2 separate regions of the Gossypium hirsutum genome follow, and region 2 is linked to region 1. Evidence: chromatin contacts called from public Hi-C data. All regions are on one chromosome and are shown on one strand. Each heading gives the region's core, a stretch centred on a gene start, on an enhancer-like site or on the middle of the called end of the contact. The rest is flanking DNA. Distances are from core to core; before and after follow the strand shown.

Region 1 (7,246 bases), core at 238-2,737:
TAGACATTTGAAAAACTAGTATTCAAGATTGAATACGTAGAATATAACAAAATATGTGATGCTTTCATGAGGGGAAGTAAATATGAGTTGCACTCTTTTTCCCTTAATCGAGGTTTTGTCCCATTGGGTTTTCCTGGTAAGGTTTTTAATAATGCAACATATTATGCATATTATAGATTGTGTACTCTTTTTCCTTATTAGGTTTTTATCCCACAAAGTTTTCCTAATAAGGTTTTAACGAGGTACATTATCTATAAATGGACATCCAATGGGGAGTGATATGAATATCTTATTAAGTGGATGTCCATCATGATTAAGATAAAGTTTTAATGTACTTTAAATTCTAATAGTTATTAGAATTAGATCTCTACTTCTTTTATACTTCTTATGCCTATAAATAGATATTCTGATGAAGTATTGTAATCCTTCCTTTGATCAATAAAGTACATTATTTATTGCTTTCATATTTTTTTTGTTCTTTATTCTCTCCGTCTCCCTTTATTTTATAACAACTTCAAAATTGTTATGAAATAAAAAAATAGAGAGAATAAAAATAAGAGAAATAGGAGAGCAAACGTAGTTACTTATTTTATTTATCAATAAAATAGGAGAGCAATACTTCTCCAAGTCTATATTTATAGACATAAGAAGTATAAATTACATATAGTTCTACTCCTAATGAACTTTAGAGTTTTAATGTATATCAAACTTTTTATTCTAATGAACATTCACTTTTATAATAATAAAATATTCAAAACAAAAATAAAAATATTAATTGATATTCAATTTAATAAAAAATTCAGATAATATATTTTATTTTAATAATTAATTGATGAACTTTAATAATGACTTTAATATTAATGAGAATAGTAATAATAAACCATTATTTGATTTTAATAAAAATATGATATAATAATTTATTAAAAATTATTAAGGGCATTTCACTATTTGTAATTATAATTTTAGAGTTGATAAGTTTTTGCTAGTGTTTTAACCCACAAATACAATATATATATAGACGGTATTGAAAAAATTAGTAACAAATCTTTAAAAAAAATAGTAATAAAAGGATTAATATATACGAAACTATTTAAATTTGGCAACTTGTACTTACTTGGTACGTTAATTGTTTTTTTTACCTAATTGATACCTAAATTTGAAAATTGTAAATCAATTTGATACTTTTTTTAGGTATCTGACTAACACTGTTAAAAACACTGTTAAAAAGATTGATATGACATTAATAGTCAATAGCATGATGACATGTGATAAAATTTTTAAATAATTTTTTATTTTTATTTTTATCATGTGTCAAAATGAAAGGTTGTCATGTATTATTAGATATCAATGTTATGTCCACGTATTTTGATGATGATGATAGTCAAATACCTAAAAGAAAATAATAAATTAATATGTTTCCAAATTTTGATATCAATTACGTCTAAAAGAAATTTTAGGTTCAAGTATTAATTCATAATAAACGAAAATCTTAATTAAAAAAATAACTCGTGATATTATCTTGTAACAGAATAAGGTCCCAAAAGCCCATTCAGTGTAACAGTGGTCCCATAACTCATTAGACAAGAGATGCAGCAAAGCTCTCACACCACTTCCTTGTCTATTCGCTCGTTCCAGTTCTGCTCTAACAATTCAGTCACCTTTACCAACATGAAACTCCCAACTCTATCCGTCCTTTATCTCATTCACCTTACTTCATTGCTGCTCATCTTAGCTGAGTCGACTCAGCCTCCGTTCTCCTGCGACATATCCGACCCACGAACCAAATCCTACCCTTTTTGCAAAACTACACTCCCCATCACCCAACGTGTCCAGGATCTGGTTTCCAGGCTCACATTAGACGAGAAGATATCCCAACTCGTTAACTCAGCCTCCTCCATTCCAAGACTTGGCATCCCTGCCTATCAATGGTGGTCCGAAGCGCTGCATGGTGTTGCCTATTCGTTGAGGGTCACGCAAGGTATTCGTTTCAATGGAACAATCCAGTCAGCCACCAGTTTCCCTCAAGTCATTCTCACCGCTGCTTCCTTTGATGCTCACCTTTGGTATCGCATTGCTCAGGCAAGTCCTCAAGGACCCCTTTTTTTTCATCTTTTTTTATGATTCATATTTTCAATTTATGATTGTTTTCAGGCAGTTGGAATAGAAGCTAGAGCTATTTACAACGCTGGACAAGCAATGGGCATGACATTTTGGGCACCCAACATTAATATATATAGGGATCCAAGGTGGGGAAGAGGGCAAGAGACGCCTGGTGAGGATCCATTGGTTTCTGGGAAATATGCAGTTTCATTTGTGAGAGGGATACAAGGGGACTCTTTTGAAGGTGGGAAACTTGGCCAACATCTTCAAGCTTCAGCTTGTTGTAAGCATTTTACTGCTTATGATTTGGATAACTGGAAAGGAGTGAAACGATATGTCTTCAATGCAAAAGTATGTGTAAATTGTACACGTCAAAATTTGTAACATAATTTGTTTGTTTGATTGGCTTTGAATTTGGAAAACTCCATTTTTTTGTGTATTTCAGGTCAGTTTACAGGATCTGGCAGATACATATCAGCCTCCATTCCAGAGCTGCATACAGCAAGGGAAAGCTAGTGGGATAATGTGTGCTTACAATCGTGTTAATGGAGTCCCTAACTGTGCTGATTACAATCTGTTGTCGAAAACAGCCCGAGGCCAATGGGGTTTCAATGGATACATCACCTCTGACTGTGATGCTGTCGCCATCATTCATGAAGATCAAGGATATGCTAAACTACCAGAGGATGCTGTAGCTGATGTTCTTAAAGCTGGTATTAGTTTTTTTTAATATCTAAAGCTAGGCTGTATTGATGGACGTTAATATCATCGTTATGAACCTTTGATCAACGAATTTTACAGGAATGGATGTCAACTGTGGTACCTATTTGAAGAAATACACCAAATCAGCTGTTGAAAAGAGAAAATTACCTGTATCTAAAATAGACAGAGCCCTTCATAACCTTTTCTCAGTCAGAATAAGGCTGGGGCTTTTCGACGGCAATCCAGTTAAACAGCCTTATGGAACCATTGGTTCAGATAAGGTCTGTTCTCAAGAGCATCGGAATCTTGCCCTTGAGGCTGCTCGAAATGGCATTGTCCTTCTGAAGAACACGGATAAACTCCTTCCGCTTTCGAAAACCAAAACTACTTCCCTTGCAGTGATAGGGCCTAATGCGAATTCTGCAAAAACACTTGTCGGAAACTATGCAGGCCCTCCTTGCAAACCTGTTACACCATTGCAAGGGCTGCAAAGTTATGTTAAAGACACCAGGTTTCACCAAGGTTGTAATGCAGTTAATTGTTCTTCTGCCTTCATTGCTCAATCAGTGAAGATAGCAAAAGGAGCAGATCATGTTGTGTTAGTAATGGGATTAGATCAAACACAAGAGAGTGAAGATCATGATCGTGTAGACTTGCTTCTTCCACCAAAGCAACAAAACCTGATTTCTAGAATCGCAAGAGTTGCCAAGAATCCAGTCATTTTGGTGCTTCTATCAGGAGGTCCGGTTGACATATCATTCGCTAAAAATGATCAACACATCGGAAGCATTCTATGGGCCGGTTATCCAGGTGAAGCCGGAGGTCGTGCATTAGCAGAAATTATATTTGGTGATCACAACCCTGGTGAGTTCATTTCTTTTCTTTGCATGATAAACAAAAGGCATACTTAAGTTTGTAAGCTTCAAATTTGTATACAGGAGGGAGGTTACCAGTTACTTGGTATCCACAAAGTTATGTTAACGTGCCGATGACGGACATGAGAATGCGACCTGAACCTTCATCCAGCTATCCCGGACGCACCTACAGATTCTACCAAGGACCGAAGGTTTTTGAATTTGGTTATGGTCTTAGCTACTCGAACTACACTTATGAAATTCTCCCTGTAACACAAAACAGGGTCCATATAATGGTTGAGAGCTCAAATCCTCACAGGTACTTGCCTGTTTCAGAGATGGGAGACGAAGTTTGTGAAAAAATGAAGTACACAGTCAAGGTTCGAGTTAAAAACCATGGTGCGATGGCCGGTAAGCATCCAATGTTGCTATTTGTGAGGCAACCAAAGATGGTCAATGGGAGGCCAGTGAGACAATTAGTTGCATTCCAGAGTGTTAACCTGAACGCAGGGGAAAGAGCTGATGTTGAATTTGAGTTGAGGCCATGTGAGCATCTTAGCTCAGCCAAGAAAGATGGTTCGATGGTGATTGAAGAAGGGTCTTATTTATTGAGCATTGGAGACAAAGAATCAGAGATTCAAGTTGTTAAATAATACAACTCATAGCTAATGTACCTTATTGCTAAATAAACAGCAGTTTCATCAAGTTGAAACAACATCAATTACCCAAAAAAATACTTCCGAGATAGAAGCCATAGCTTAGGTTTATATAATTGGTAATAGAATTTGTAAGAAAAATAAGTTATAGAAGTCCTCTAAACGTAGAAATAACGGAGCAATTCACATAACAAATAGCAGACAACATCATATTTCATATGCAAATAAATCCAAACCAACACACTAGACATCCTCCTCATCCTCCTGATACATCTTCATCATCTCAGCACAGCCTGCTTCAGGCTCGTCAACCATGAAGCCCATGGCATTGGCATAACGGGTGGTGGATGAAATGCCATTGAAGTTGGTCAAGATAACACGGGCACGTTCACGACCGGGGGACATTGTGGCACAACCAAGCTGGGAGCTCTTCACAAGAACTGCATCACAGATCTGATCCAAGTGATCCTCGGATACACGAATCTGGTATTTTCCGGTTTTGTCGGTGTATCCCTCCTTTTTGAAGACAACTTGGCCGCTCTTCCTGTCGGAGCATACCAACCTAACCATGGCATCTACAAAGCACATGATATCAGTATACCAAGATTCAGAACCAAATACGACAAAGTACCGATATTAAACATCACATAGATCAGACAAGGGGAACGAAAGATCCAGGCAAGACAGCCATTAAACAATACACAACATCCTGTTCCATGTCCAAGAACCAACATTTTTGGGTTTATAAATCTATGAGCAAAATTATCATCTTAAACCTTAAAGTTTCCCCATTTCTATTAAAATTTGCATCTTTGAACCGCCTACTGATTTTGACCTCCAGTTCAACATGTCATGGTTGTTCCCATTATTTTATGTTTAGACACCCTATCATTCACTTTAACTCAATGTAACATCAAAACCTACAAACTACTTCACAGATCTACCACTTTAAAACCTTAAACACCAGATCTAACAATGTCACCAACATAATACACAAAAGCCAACATAGTAAAACATAGATTAAGATCAAAGTATGTTAGAAATGGAAAGTACCAGCTAGGCTTCTAGTCTTAGGGGTTTCAAAACCAGCACGGCAAGTATCACAGTACACATAGCCTTCTACCACCAATTGATTATTCAGAATGCGTGTAGCACTAACCAAAGCTGGAAGCACACATAGTGCAATGAACAACAGAACTTTGGCCATGTTTTTTTGCTTCTTTTTTCTTGAACAATGTAATGAAGAAATGGGAAGAAGGTTTGGAGATTAAATCCTTAGAAACAAATCAACGAAACAAAGGGTAAAGGCTAAAGAGACAGTGATGATGATAAAGTGGGAGTAAAGATAAGGAAATTAAATAAAAGTGAAAATTGAATAAGAATAATAATGAAAACTGGCTTAGCCGCGTTGAGGAGTATATTCGTGTGTGGTGGATAAGCTGTATGAGCTACTGGTTGGGATGCCACGTCAAAACGGTGGTGTTGATTTGGTAATTTTGATGGGAAAACAAGGCTGTTTTGGTACATGGGAGTGATAGTTTGATGACGTGGCGAGTTATTAGTGGCAAGTTGAAGGGCAGAGTGGAGAGAGGGAGCGTATAGGATAGAACACGGGTCCTAATTGATTGCAGCTGGCAGTTGTCGGTGGTCACATGGGGGGCTGTTTGAGAAGGTAGGCAGAGCAAGCAAAGCGGGAACGGTGCCGCATCACATGAATCCTATAATTAATTATTAATTAAATAAATAAAAATAGAGAAAGCGGTCACACAATATTTCAGTTTTTCAATTTCATCATATAATAACTAAACCTTTTCGTAATAAACTTGTTTCAACATGCTTAAATAAAGACTTCACTAATTATAGATGGAGAATTCACTAATTTGATTGAAATGTAATTTTCTGAATTTTTTATTAAATATATAGTTATGGAAACCTAAATAAAAAGTAAATGGAAAATGTCTCAAAACATTAGAAAATAAGACCCAAATAAGTTTAAAATTCAATATTCCTAAGCTCCAATTTCAATTGCAGCTGATAATTAAAAAGAAACCCAACTTCTCAAAGTTTCAAATTAACATTTAATTCGAGATTAAATTGAATTTGAAAATTTTTCAACTCCAAATTGAAATGTTTAGATTGGGCAAAATACTAAAAAAATCCCCTTTTTTTTTTAAATTTATCGAGATAGGCCCTGTATTTTATTATTTATTGGAATGGGTCATTTTTCCAGAAAACGCGTCCCCATCAACGCGATGTCAGGGGACGTGTCAACAAAACGCGTCCCTAGGGGCGCGCTTTGCTTACATGGACACAAAGCGCGCTTACAAGGACGCGATTTGTTGCAACGTAGGTAAAGCACGCTGACGTGGACGCGTTTTGTTGCCACGTAGCGCGCCCCTAGGGACGTGTTTTTGTCGTTTCTCCCATGTTAGGTTTTGGGTTTTTAAGGTTTAAGGTTTTTAACAAAAAAAATTCTGAAATCGCGCCCACGTGGACGCGCTTTTGCTACAGTAGGTCCTGAAAAAATAATTTCGAGTTGACGTTTCTGAGTAAATAGTATAAAAAACACTTCAAGCAGGATACTTTATCAAAAAAATTTCTGAAATCGCGCTCACATGGACGCGCTTTTGCTATAGTAAGTCCTAAAAAAATAATTTCGAGTTGACGTTTCTGAGAAAATAGTATAAAAAACGCTTCAAGCAGGATGCTTTATCAGAAGAATTTATGAAATCGTGCCCTCGTGGACGCGCTTTTGCTACAGTAGCATATTTGGGCTGAGGTTATAAATGAGGCAATAAATGTTATTAAATTGCATAAGTTACATAGCAAAAACAATTTAGAAAGGCTAAGAAGGTTAGAAATTAAATATGAGTGAATGTATTAGTGTTGTTATTTACTATGATGGTGAGGTTTGCCACACCGAGAACGGTGTTA
Region 2 (7,193 bases), core at 4,221-6,720, 370 kb before region 1:
AGAAGGTGTTCTTGCTTCTGCCGAGACTGGAAACATCAACGAGGGAACTCCGAATGAGAATCGAGGTTTTCTTTTTTCTTTCAGTTTTTGTTTGATATCAGATTGTGCAGTTCGCATAATATGATTTAGGATTTGATTAGCTAAATGAGCTCTGAATCAAAGGCTCTTGGAATCTCATTCAAAATGCATTGCTATATTTAGTACAAGTCCCACAGCACACCCGTGCAGACCCAAGAGAAGAATACATGAATTCGAGGACTTTACGCACCAGGGCTTCGATTCAAGCCTTTAGACCCAACATGCAATTAGAGTCGTAAGACGAACACTTCGGTGGCTGCCAGCAAATACCTGAGTCCAAAGCCCTGCGAACTGCTCATCTGTTTTTGCAGGGAGGAGTTTCACATGGGGGAGGGGGCACACCAAAGACCCAATCAAGAACACTTAAGTACTTGGAACGGAACACTTCCCTCTCCTGTGCGTAGCAGTGCATTATTATCGCTGTTGACAAGCTAAATATTACCACATCAGCCCTCTTCAGATTCATTGACTTCGGCAAATACCCAACATCTGCCATGCATGTAAACAAGCTCTCTATGGCTCGTGCAACGCAGTAGAGTGATATCTCGATCCGCCTACTTTTCTTCTCAATTGCCAATGCCAGACCCGTTGGGAACTGCCCAATGAGACATGCTAAGTAAGGAACAATCAGAGAACACTGATAAAATGGTAAGAGTTATTTACCGTTCCCATTGCTACAATTGGTATGTCACATTTTCCCCAAAATCTATTCACCATGCAAGTCCACACCCTGTTTGGAAGTTACTGGTGTTAGCCCAATGACAAAGGTCCGTCTATTTTAGACGAAGCACATCGTAATAACTCAAGTCACAAATAAATTCGATTCAGCAATATGATACAAAGTCGACAGCATCATAAAGAAAATAAAACCTATCTAGTACATTCAATGTCATACACCAATGTTGAATCTCTAAACTTGATATAGTTGATGTTCTGTAAAATACAGACAAGACAGAGAGAAAGAAATTCTTGCTCTTTCCATTTAAGCATCTCACCAATCTTGTTTTGTATTCTTTCCCATCTAGGTGACTCATTCAAGATAATATCATTCCCTCATTTCTATTGAATGCAAAACATCTTTCTAAAACAACGATTTTATTGCATTTTTAATTTGACAATGAAGATGTTAGACAAGCATATTATCCTATTCAAAGCTTGCTTTATCCTGCAAACATTAGACAAAACTAATGATTCTCCCTTGGTTTTTCTTTCAAGTATTTTGCAGGAAATTATGATAAGTAATTACTAGCAGCTTCGAAACCAACAATCCTGATGTCCCAACAATCAAACTGAGCATTGAAACAAAAGAAGACATTCAAAGTGTACCGCCATAATAGAAGCATAGAACCAATACTGAAGGTATGAAAATTTACTAGTCATAAATGGCATGTGATTATGCACGTAAAAATGATTGCTCATCACTGACTAATATAATATAGTTGACCAGTATGAGATACTGATCATCGTAAGAACAATCAAAGTAAGAAAGAAAGGAAAGGTTGAATGCAGAATTTTGACCAACAATAACTATGTTTTAGTTACTTTAATGGAAACACCAAATCTAAATGACGGTTATATCAGGAAAAGTTTAAAATGGGAGAATCCTAAAATTGAAGTTGAAATACGTTAAGAACTTCTGATCCTGGGGAACAAATAGACAATCTATGAAAACAATGCATGACATGATTGAAATAATATAATACACTAACCAAGCAGATGCGGTATAGGCAGACAAAAATAAGCTTGATCTGGCTGTACCAAGAAGACTCTTCCCTAATATTGTGTAAGGCCTGTATTAAAGTCAAGAATTATGTTAGACAATAATAATAACTTGGAGCCAGGGAGGACGGAAAGAAAGCAAAATACTAGCAGAAGTTTTATACTAGAAATGGATAAAAGAAGAACCTCTAGTGAGGATCTTTCTGATGCTCAAATCATGAGGTGCTTAAAACCTAATTAGACGTATAATTCGTATAATTCGTTGTTAAACAAATCGCTATGAAGCAAAATTTTAACAAGCATACCAAAAATTATAGCAACCATATCATTTAACATGCTCAAATCTCATATCAAATTATAAAGTGGAACTTAGATACTGTGGTAACGGAGGGCCAGAAGTGGAGGGAATAATGTAAACCAACATTTAAAGTTAACGAACTTTTAAAAAAAATATTATATTTATAATATAAGAAAAAAATGAAGCAGCCAAATGGTAAGAGAATATTGCACCAAATTTTGAGCTAACTACTTTACCTTTTTAGGAGGCCTTGACGATGAACTATTAGTGTAGGAATCAAATAAACTGGAAGATATACCGGTAATGATCTTTTATATGCTTCACTAAAAAAAGTAAAAACATGTGAACTGCATGCTTGATTCCCGTGTATCATCTGTAAATAGCTCAAGGGTTTAAGCACAATTATCAAAAGTAACAGTATACTTTTGCAAAGAAAACTTCAAGCCTTAGCAGTGCTTGAATTCAAAGTCTGTTGTGAACTTTCTAAAGTCATTTCGGTAATTTAAACAGAAATCACAGACAAAACAATTCCTGCAAGAGAATCTAGTTTGTTTCAGCAGTCAAGCAAATTGCTTATATGAGCACTCTGAGCATCTTATGGCAATGAGAACAATTGCAAAAGAGATCTGCTCTCAAGGATTTCGGAGACTGCAAGGATGATGAAGTGCAATATATAGATTTTGGAATGGAGAACTCCGGATTATAACTACATGATTATTAAACTGTCAAAAATGCATTAACTATGTGCTTTTACATTTATGAGTCAACACATATTTCAAACAACAATAATAAATGATCAGGTTCTCAAATTCGTAGAAGTTGGAAGGCAGTGTCAGGCGGAAAAACAGACCAACTAAAGTCAAGGAGCAAAAAAAAAATGCAAATTTGCACATTCATGTTCTATTGCTTATGTTTTCAAATATTTTCATACTCTCCCCTAATTCCAATTTCGTACTTCCTTTTCGTAATTGCTAATAAAGCAGCATGAATGAGAGTTTTTGGCCAAAAAATGAGCTTTATGAGATATAAAAGGAACAAAGAAACGAAAAGCTGAATGTCACTTCACATTACTTTTCTGAACCTAAACCTTAATACTTAGCTTTCTTCAATTCTTGCAAATTATTCTTTTTAACAGGCATCTAACTTGATGTTCATAAAGACAAACTGTCAGGGATGGAAATTGAAGCACTAGCCTTTAATGATCTTACTCAAGATATGGTCCTAAATAATTAAAGCACAACAGCGAAGCCTTGTTAATAACATGGATGCTATGTAGAGGGAAAATGATTTGTTATTATTGTTTTTGTTCCAAAGGAAGAAAGAAATGCAATTAAACAAGAATGCATACTGCCAATAACCATATAGCCTATTGGTAGAGTGCTGTACACTATGAACAAAGTATAGACATTATTGCTACTCAGCAGAACAACAGAAATGGAGAAAGAAGGATCATACCGAACATGGGATTTTCATATTTGGATCTAATTTAACGTCTGCTCCTTTTGCCTTATAAAATTTCTCTATTGCTTCCAAATTAGTGTATGGAAGGCCACTTGCATGCTCTTTAACGCCTTGCAGGATGACCTGATCCTTTCCAACATGTTTATTGAGAAATGACCTATACGAAGGGGGAAAACTCTCTGGCTTCAAAAGGTAAGAGGACCTGAAAACATAAATGCTTCCACTTAAAAGATTACACTCGAGAAAAATAATAAATGTACAGTCATCATCTTCTTAGGAAAATTACAGAAAAAAATTTCCTGAGATAGTGTTTTTGGATGCTATTACTTGTACAACTTGTAAAGCCAAACAGTTCCTTTTCAAATGATGCCCAAAAACATTTAATTAGCACTTACCTTCATTCAAGCAAACATTTTCCCACTTTCTTTTCACATATTTGGGCTCTGACCATCTTTTTTAGAGATAAGTATCTGAGTTCATGCTATGAAGCCTAAGATTCAATGAACTTTAAAAATTGGAGATGAAAAGACGAACATTTTCAATTTTGATTGCCAACTTTAACAGGTGGAATGATAAAAAAGACGCAGAAAAATGAACAACAAAGTCCCTAGGCATGCTGATCAGACTTTCCAGTCATGAATCAATTCTAATATAGTCAGATAATTTTCAGAATGCCTCCAAAATTATAGACTACAACACTTTGTTTTCTCTTAAATTTTCCAGACAGGATAGTTTAGAGATTGGTAACTTAATCCAGGAGATGGGAATCCCAGTAGACTTGGTCATTTAGTCCATGTGGTAAATTCAATAATGACCGAGATTCATTAAGAAGAATTGCAATAAAGTTTAATTAATAGCAAAAAACAAAGCCAACAACCAAGACAACTTAACAAAAGGAACCTACAAAATTTGCGAAGAAGAGAGACACATAAGGAATATGTCACCATGCTTCCATGTAAGAGGTTTACAAAGCTTCCCAAATCGTTTACTCTTCATTCCGCAGCGTGACGCCAATACGGCAGCTCGCATGAGTATGTATATGGCCAAACTCGTATGTTGTTTATTAGGTCCAGTAAGAAGCATGGAAGGACCTGCAACAAGTCCCGCTATTAACGCCCTCCACTTTGCAGTCCTGAATAGAAATTCAACAATTCAAATAAATCAAACGCAAGTTAATAATAAGTTCCTTTGTTTGAATCAGGAAAATTAAGGTTAAGAAGATCATTGCCTGTGATGTCCCCCGAGAGCAACAATAATTTCATCTACAGAAACAAATGTACCCGAAAAAGTACCAAGGAAAAGACCGTATCTAATAGTCTCTTTGATCCCCACAACAATCGCTTCTTTATCAGAAAACGACTCAACTTTCCTACAATCATAATTCTTGCCTTAGTAGTATATAACTATAAATAAAGCAAATTAACATGAAATCATCAAATTTATTTGTATAACAATTAGTTACCTTGATTTTTTGCGCCGTAACCGTGCTATAATCGAGAAGAGAGCTAATCCACCTCTAAGGCCAGCCCCGATCGAGAATCCTTTAGCTGAGGCGACGAGGAATCTCTGCAACTTCTCCGACTGCGTTAACGGAACCGTACCAAAAGCAAGCGCAGAGGAAGAATTTGACGAAGGTTTTGATCCGGCGCAATGCGAGCAAGTCCCGTCAACCGAACTTAAACGACCATAATCGGCGGAGTCATCGTTGAAACCGCCATTCTCGAGGGACGAAGAGGAGCATCGGCAGGCGCATTTGACGGTTCCGTCAGCAGACGGTGACATGCTGATGTTGTGGGGGGCGGAGATAACGAAGCTTCCTGGAAAAGCTAGAGGAAAAACTAGGACTGATAAAAAATAATTTGGAGCCGGGCAAAATTAGTGAACAAGGAAAATTTTTAGAAACAATTACCAATTTAGCCGTTTTTTATATTATTTGGGAAAATAAGCTTTATAGAATATTTTTTAAAAATATTTCATTTTCTACCCTTGGGTTTCAGATTCGAATCCCCTCTCTTATTTGTTTGTTTTTTTTTAATGAACGTTGCTTGAAGTTTTTTTTAATTTATAATTAATGCTTTTAATTAATAAATATGTAATTATATAATAAAATATTTTTTATATATGATTATATTAAATATATTTATTTTTTAAAATACATCAACTAATTTTTCTATATATTATTATGTCAAATATATTTTATTTTTTAAAAACATCAATTAATTTTTTTGATATATTTTTTAATATATAATATTTTATGAAAAATGTTTATTTTTTTTTGAAATAATTATTTTTATAATATTGGAATTTACAATAGTCACGATATATGTGAAAAAATAAATATTTGACATATAAAAATTATATATAAATAAAAATATATCAAAAAACTAGTTGATGTTTTTAAAAATAAAATATATTTAACATAATGATCATCTTATTTATATAAATAAATAAATTGTTAATTAAAATAAAAAAATATATACTAATTAAAAATTTAAAAACAACATATTTATTAATTAAAAAAATTAAAAAAAATGCTTGAATTATTCATTAGAAACATGATAGATAAATATAGGAGAAAATTCGAACATGGGATGGAGGGTAGAAAATGTGGTTTTCGGAAGACGCGCTTTTTATCATTTAACTTGTGATTTTCAAAACCCTTAAATAATATAAAAACAGTCTAAATCAATTATTAATGTGTTTTACTAATTTTGCCTTGGGAGCCGCCTCTTTGGTTGGAAATTGATTATGACAGAATTTGCAGTGCAATACGGTTCATTTACGGACACGATTCATAATACTTACAATTCTGCAGTTGCTCTCACATTTTCCGCTCATCAAATTCCACAAAATTCATTCGTCATAAAACAAAGTTCCACTGAAGAAGTCTCCATTTACAAGTGGCAAAATGACTTATAGGAAATTAAAATGAAGTCTGTGTTGAAATGGTATCAAAGCTTTTGTCTTCTGTACTCTTACCCAACTACATTTACATGATAGCATCCTCTGCTTTTAGGTCTATTATAATAGTGCGACCCACTAAAGCATGTATGCAGCCAGGCATCTAATCAGTGGCTCCCTGGAGTTTGACGGAAATTTCTTCATTTTAAATTAATAATAATAAAATTATATTTTTTATCCCTTAAAATTATAAAAATTTAATTTATTTTTTAAAAATAATAAAATTATATTTTTATTATCGTAAAAATATATAATTTAATTCTGTTGAAATTTTTTTTAATTCCGTCATTGTATCTAATACAAGGTTACCGGAACCACCAAATCGACCGTATTGATCACTAGGCTTCTACCTGTTAGAATATTGTCTTTAACAATTCTTATTTTTGGGTAACTTATATTAATTATTCTTAAATTTTGTTTAAAATTATATTCCGATCATTTAACCTTTAAAAGTTATAAAACAGTCATTAGTGTTATCGAATGATCACATTTTAGTTGCTATCTTTAAAATTTGTGTTAACAATAATTCTAAAAAATAAAATATAAATATTGAAAATTATTAAAAATTTTAGAGAATTCCTATTTTTCTTGCAATCTCAGCCGCTAATTTAAGTGTGTGGGGCCATTTTCACGTATTTCATTCCAATATTAAATTAAAGTGATGACAAGTGTTTAA

The links. A called contact is a pair of places that touch in the nucleus more often than the background predicts.
Region 2: a contact with region 1 is called in a Hi-C map of leaf, with 3 times the contacts expected there. The contact joins the promoter of LOC107910235 here to the promoter of LOC107910582 in region 1. A contact is called at or near these places in 4 of 34 Hi-C or Micro-C datasets (callus, leaf and petal).

The regions. Positions count from the first base shown.
Region 1 is chrD02:14,219,949-14,227,194 of Gossypium_hirsutum_v2.1, reverse strand. It overlaps LOC107910582 (probable beta-D-xylosidase 7), which reads left to right and starts at 1,487. Exons shown (of 5, transcript XM_016838461.2): 1 at 1,487-2,079; 2 at 2,152-2,451; 3 at 2,546-2,813; 4 at 2,902-3,666; 5 at 3,741-4,841. The coding sequence starts at 1,588. The coding sequence ends at 4,309. It overlaps LOC107910583 (protein DOWNSTREAM OF FLC), which reads right to left and starts at 5,777. Exons shown (of 2, transcript XM_016838462.2): 1 at 5,366-5,777; 2 at 4,378-4,887. The coding sequence starts at 5,519. The coding sequence ends at 4,556.
Region 2 is chrD02:14,592,332-14,599,524 of Gossypium_hirsutum_v2.1, reverse strand. LOC107910235 reads right to left here and starts at 5,470. Exons shown (of 8, transcript XM_016838018.2): 1 at 5,019-5,470; 2 at 4,785-4,925; 3 at 4,461-4,688; 4 at 3,551-3,758; 5 at 2,332-2,468; 6 at 1,788-1,868; 7 at 742-808; 8 at 153-673. The coding sequence starts at 5,338. The coding sequence ends at 374.